2 separate regions of the Mus musculus genome follow, and region 1 is linked to region 2. Evidence: chromatin contacts called from public Hi-C data. All regions are on one chromosome and are shown on one strand. Each heading gives the region's core, a stretch centred on a gene start, on an enhancer-like site or on the middle of the called end of the contact. The rest is flanking DNA. Distances are from core to core; before and after follow the strand shown. Region 1 overlaps Map3k5 (mitogen-activated protein kinase kinase kinase 5). Region 2 overlaps Map3k5 (mitogen-activated protein kinase kinase kinase 5).

What was found. Hi-C and Micro-C count contacts between places; a contact is called where the count stands out from the background.
Region 1: a Hi-C map of B cells shows a contact between it and region 2, with 1.5 times the contacts expected there. The contact joins two enhancer-like sites. A contact is called at or near these places in 1 of 15 datasets of contacts at CTCF or cohesin (large pre-B cells), 11 of 484 Hi-C or Micro-C datasets (the AML12 cell line, B cells, conventional dendritic cells and 6 more) and 5 of 115 datasets of contacts at active chromatin or transcription factors (the 230-238 cell line, the HPC-7 cell line, bone marrow-derived macrophages and 2 more).

The regions. Positions count from the first base shown.
Region 1 is chr10:20,058,205-20,061,307 of GRCm38.p6, forward strand. It overlaps Map3k5 (mitogen-activated protein kinase kinase kinase 5), which reads left to right. Exons shown (of 30, transcript NM_008580.4): 10 at 733-886. Among named protein-coding and RNA genes, the nearest start is that of Map7, 110 kb to the right of the region's middle. Within about 2 kb of position 1,482, at least 89 of the 459 cell types and tissues checked have an H3K27ac peak or open chromatin away from gene starts, as enhancers often do. A contact at or near this core is called in B cells, bone marrow-derived macrophages and granulocyte-monocyte progenitors, where this site is marked.
Region 2 is chr10:20,004,402-20,007,101 of GRCm38.p6, forward strand. The region is part of intron 2 of Map3k5 (mitogen-activated protein kinase kinase kinase 5); the gene reads left to right. Among named protein-coding and RNA genes, the nearest start is that of Map3k5, 71 kb to the left of the region's middle. Within about 2 kb of position 1,255, at least 85 of the 459 cell types and tissues checked have an H3K27ac peak or open chromatin away from gene starts, as enhancers often do. A contact at or near this core is called in B cells, bone marrow-derived macrophages and granulocyte-monocyte progenitors, where this site is marked.

The DNA of each region.
Region 1 (3,103 bases), core at 232-2,731, 54 kb after region 2:
TAACAAGAAGGCAGACACCGTTCTACACCATCCCGAAGCAGACGCACAATAACACATGTTACATAATGCCAACTTCCATGTCTGTGGCCAGCAAACTGCTTACATAGCCACCGCCTTGCATAATTATCCTCTTCCTCATTTTTCTTAACTTTTTCTTTTGGAACACCATCTGTCTTCTTTGGTTTGAGGACATTTGTTTAATACTTAATAAGCTCAGTGGTTCAGAGGAAAATAATCTCTCCTGAAGATGTATTTCAGAGAGTCTCCTTGAAGAGGCATATTTAAAAATAAGTGTGTTCACCTTGTCTTTCAATTGAATGTAGGCATTTAAAACTTGTGTGTTCCGAGTAGTCTTACGTGGGCACACACACACTTTGTAAGAGTTGTTGGGGATGTAGCTCAGTGTTGAGGTATTTACCTAGCATGCACAAGGCCTGGCTTTGATCCCCTAACATGTCAAATAAACACGCTTTAGAGAGATGTTGGGCCTCAGGTCCACGTTACTTAAGCTTTCTAAACCTGAGTTTGCTCATGTTTCTAAAGCCTACTTGGTTGAATTTTTGTGAAAGTCCCCGTTTTGCAGCATAAAGTAAAGTATGTTTAGTAAATACGGAGGCCCAGTGATAAGTGCAAGTGTACTTAGAGAATGAAAACACACGTGTGGGATAAACACGGGGCTGAGGGGAGCAGGTGACCCTAAATCCGTGCTGTCTTCTGTGCTTGAATTCTCAGGTACCTCAAGTCTATCGTGGAGACCATTCTGATATATAAACACTTTGTGAAACTGACCACAGAGCAGCCCTCGGCTAAGCAGGAACTCGTGGACTTCTGGATGGATTTCCTGGTCGAGGCCACAAAAACAGATGTTACTGTTGTCAGGTTCCCAGTGAGTACTTTCGTGTGCATCTGAGTTCAGTTATCTGTTGCTTCCTGTTTTTAAGACGAATTTGGCAGTGTGATTTGACAGTCAAGATGTGGGGGACTTTCAGACCCTAGGTCCTAGCATGTACAACTGTCACTCGCTGCACATAATTCTTTTCTACAGATTGATTTTTTTGGCTTACTTATTATTTTTTAGTGCTTTATTATTGCTATGTATTTTGAGACAGGGTCTGGTTAAGTAGCCCAGGCTGGTCTTGAACTCCTGCTTCAGCCTAAGTGCTGGGATTACAGGCACATCCACCATGCCTAGTTTTGTTGACTTATCTACAAGGATCCTCCAACCCAGAGAAATGGGATACGTCTTGGGGCCAGGATTGGAGTTGCTCCTCATTGAGTGTCCTGAGGCACACTTCGAAAGCAGTAAAGAGATCATGCTTTGGTTAGGTCAAGGCAGCTCGTGAGATTGATGTCCTCCTTGGATGCTGTACTTTTGTTACTTTGTCTTAAGAATTATCAGCATTGCTATGACCAAGCTATCGGCTCACTTGTTTTGCAATTCTGTCTTAACCACTCTAAGCCAGGGGGGCTCAAAGTTGCCCTGTGGTCACATATACACCTGTGTAGCAATCACTTCCTGTGCTTGACTCTAGAAAATGGTGACTTGCAGGTTGGTCTTCAATCAGTGTGACTGGTTTCTAGCAGATGTATGTGTTTGTGTGTGTGCACATAAACACACAGGCATAGGCATAGACATACATATATATGCAAAAGATATATGTCTCTGTGTGTGTGTCTCTCTATATATACATAATATACTTATATACACACACATATATATATACTTACACATTGTGTACACACATCCATGTGTATGTGTGTGTGTGTATGCGTGGATACACAGAATAGACATAGACAAATATGTATGTGTATATATGCATACACATATATGTCTCTCTATATATACACACATACAAATTGTGTATATATATCCATGTGGGAGAAGGAATATAGGTCATATATGTGTGTGTGTTTGTGTGTACACATGAACACACAGACATAGTTATAGGCATACCTATATATACATACATACATATGTCTCTCTCTTTATACACACACACAGACACACACACATATTATGCATACACATCTGTGGGGGGTCCATAGGTTGTCCATAGGTCCTGTGTGTGTGTGAACATGTGCGTGTGCATGTGTGTGTACATGTGCGTGTTTGCTCGTGCATGTGTGCGTGTGTGTGTGTGTGTGTGTGTGTGTATGTGTGTGTGTGTGTGTGTGTGTATTTGTGGCTGTAGGTCATCCTCAATATCATTTCTCAAGAGCTATCCACTTGTGTTTTGAAACAAGGTCTTTCACTGGGATTAGGGTAGCATGGTCTGCCAACAAATTCCAGGGATTCACTTGTCTCCAGCTCTGTAACACTGGGATTATATGAGCTCAAACCACCAAGCATGACTCTTTCAGTGGTTACTGGGACTAAACTCAGTCTTCATGCTTGCATAGCAAACACTTTACTGGCTAAGCTTCCCCTCCACTCCCCCCCTCACACACACACGCACGCACACACACTCACACGCACGAATGCACACACACACACCGTTTAACAGGATGCATGGTTCGTGTTGTAGGAATGAACATGCTTTGCTCTGACTTCCTCGTGAAACCCTGCGCTCTGTTTCCTAGTATAGACAATGTGCAGCATCGGGAAACCCCAGTCTTGGAGTAAGCTGGCAGCTTGCCTTTCCCTGGTGCTGTGTGAGGCGCAGTAAATGTGGTAGAGGAACGAGAGGACATGCTGCTGATCTGCTGAGCTAGAAAGCCACGGGTGGGGAGAGCCACATGAAGGGAGAGCCACTCGTCTAAATGAGTTCAATGTAAATTAGTCTGTTGTAAGTAAGTGAATAAAGAAATAAGACCCAGGAAATAGTGAGAAGTGGTGAGATGATAAACTCTAGGTTTAAAAGACTTTTTCTTTTTTCTTTTTTTAGTCGTTCTCCTCTTTAAAATGTTCTCCCCCCATCCCCTCCCCTCCCCTCCCCTCCCATCTCCTCCACTCCCATCCCCTCCCCTCCCCTTCCCTCCCCTCTTTTCTGTACTGAGGATCAAAGCTAAGTAAGCACTCTATCTCTAAGAGACACCCCTGGCCCTGACTTAAAACAGACAGACAGACGTTATGGAAGGGAAGACAAGACCTTACTACATACCA
Region 2 (2,700 bases), core at 5-2,504:
TAGAGGAGGAGTGGATGGGTTTTTTTCCATGTGTGTGTGTGTGTGTGTGTGTGTGTGTGTGTGTGTGTGTGTGTGTGTGTGTGTGTATGTATGTATGTATGTGTGTGTGTGTATGTGTGTGTGTGAGAGAGAGAGAGAGACAGAGAGAGAGAGACAGAGAGAGAGAGATAGAGACAGAGAGAGAGGGAGAGAGAGAGATGCTTGGGTGTATATGCATATCTTTACATTGTGAACATGTATATGGATGCTTGCACATAGGTTCAGTGTGCATATAGAAGCCCAGGGTTGATGTATACATTTTTTCATTGAGGTAGGATATCTCAGTGAAACCCAAAGCTTGTTAGCAACATTGGTCTTGCTACTTAGAAACAGCAATCACAGGTGGGCTGTGCTCACCCGGCACACATGTAGGTTTCTGGGGATCTGACCTGAGGTCCTCAAACTTAGATGGCAAGCCCTTTAACCTCCAAGCCTCTCCTCTGCCTGGGATGGTTATCAGTGTTTTGGTTTTCTGTGCAGGATATTCACCCCAGGGCATGATGTTGCGCCCAAGTACTCTGTCACTGAGCTGCATCCAGGGCATTGAATGACACATACGTTTAGGGGTGATAAATAGGCCTAAGAACAGACATTCACCTGGGCTCCGAATGTGCCATGTGGTTTCAATTCTAGACTTTCTTACTGCTCATTGATCTTCTAGAGGAGCTGGCTTTTTAAATAGATAAGGACATTGGGGGTGGGGTGGGGAGAGGTGGAGGTGGGAGTGCACTCCAGAGAGGGAGAGACAGACAGACAGACACAGGGACAGAAACAGAGACATAGAGAGACAGACACAGAAGTGCGCGTGCGCACACACATACATACACACACACACACACACACACACACTAAGGTCAGAGAGACCTTGGTTCTGAGACTACCTTTTAGTTCAGAGTGCCCAACATAGCATGTTACTCTGGGATATTGTTTCTCTGGGTCCCAACAACCATTTCTTTCATCACCAGCAATTCTATTAAGATAAAACCCGTAGCCCCTGTGCTTCTTGTCTTTCTCCTTCCCTTCATCTGAGGACACCTCCTACCCACATTGGATCTGCTTGTACAACAGAGTAGAATGAAGAAATAAACAAACACTGATGAGCAGCATAAGATGGTTAGATGCTAAAGGCTCTCATAGATGCCTGGGGTGTGGACCAGTTACCAAGAGCTGCCTCTGCAGCCCTGCACCAAAACCAAAACCAAAACTGAAACCCAGAAACCCACTTGTAATCCAGGCAGCGCTGTGGTAACCAGGAGGGTAACCAGGACATTCTCCCGGCGGCAGCGAGATACATTGGCACAACTTCTAAAAGAGCAGTTTGGCAATGACTAATAACATCCTGAGATGGGACAGTTTTGACCCTGGATATGTATCGTAGAAAACATGGCTCACACAAGTAAGGAAATACCATCAAGGAGTTCTATGTAACGTAGTTTATAATTCTCCTTCTCTGCAAAGGAAAGAGTAAATACCTACTAGGGGAATGACTAAATACCTTGTGGTAGTTATTTAATGGACTACTATAGAGCTCTTAAGGTGGGTCAACTAGAATGCTACAGATGTACATCGGTATATTTTATGGTCATATGTGAAATCATAGTATATGTTTAAGGCATCGTAGCAGCTATCTAAAATATAATGTGCATGACTATGCATCAAATGTTTGCATTAGGGATGGGTAGAAGTGTGCTTGGGAATTGAGAATAATTACCTGTTAGGAGAGGGATTGAGGTGAGGGGTAAGAAGTCACATCTCTGATGTAATGTAAGTTTAGGGAGTACACAGGGGAGGCACATGCTCATATTTTAGACATTTTATATTGAAATACTTGATAATTAACAGTTCTGAAGGAAATGATTGTCTATGCCTATGTACGCCAGGATAACTGAATACATTTTGGGCATTTGAATTCCCAAATATTGTTAGTTTCTTTTCCCTCCTGTTCCGGCTGTGACTGGAGGTCTCAGATGCATCTTTTTCTCTTTCCGAGCGAGCATCTGCTTTTCTCCCACTTGTTCCACGGTAGAGGAAATGATTCTCCCGAGATGAGCAAGCTCATGGCCGATGGTGATGCAGCTCGTGCCAAATGCAACTGTTGTCCGTGGCAGTCTGTCTGTGTTTACCACATACTCTGGCTGGACATGGTGCGTGTGTTTCGACTGACCCCACATGCCCTCTCTATTATCTTCTGGTCGCCATCTGATCAGCATCTCTCTAGAAGTGACACTAGAAATCTCATGTGCACAAACCCAAATTTGTAACAACGTCATTAAGTCATCTCTTAAAAATAAGCTGCTTTTAAACAGCAGAGCAGTTCCTTAGGACATTAAAAATAGATTCCCAGCAGGATCCAGCAATCTTCCTTCTGGCTGGGTACACAAAAGGATTAAGAGCAAGACATGAAAGAAATATTTGTATGCCTGTGTTTCTAGGAAACAAGATAACTGAAAAGGGGGAGTGGCAAAGCTGTATTTTGATGGCAAGTGGGTGAGCATTCTGTACGACTGATGGAACCTTAGTCAGCCGTAAAGGCGATTCTGCCACATGCTGCAGTGTGGTTAATCCTTGGTTAGTTACCGTCATTGCCCTTTCAAGCCGTTCTGTGCCACCCTTGGCCTGTGATCTTGTTCTGCAGGGACAGAGGAACTTAATTTCCTTTAA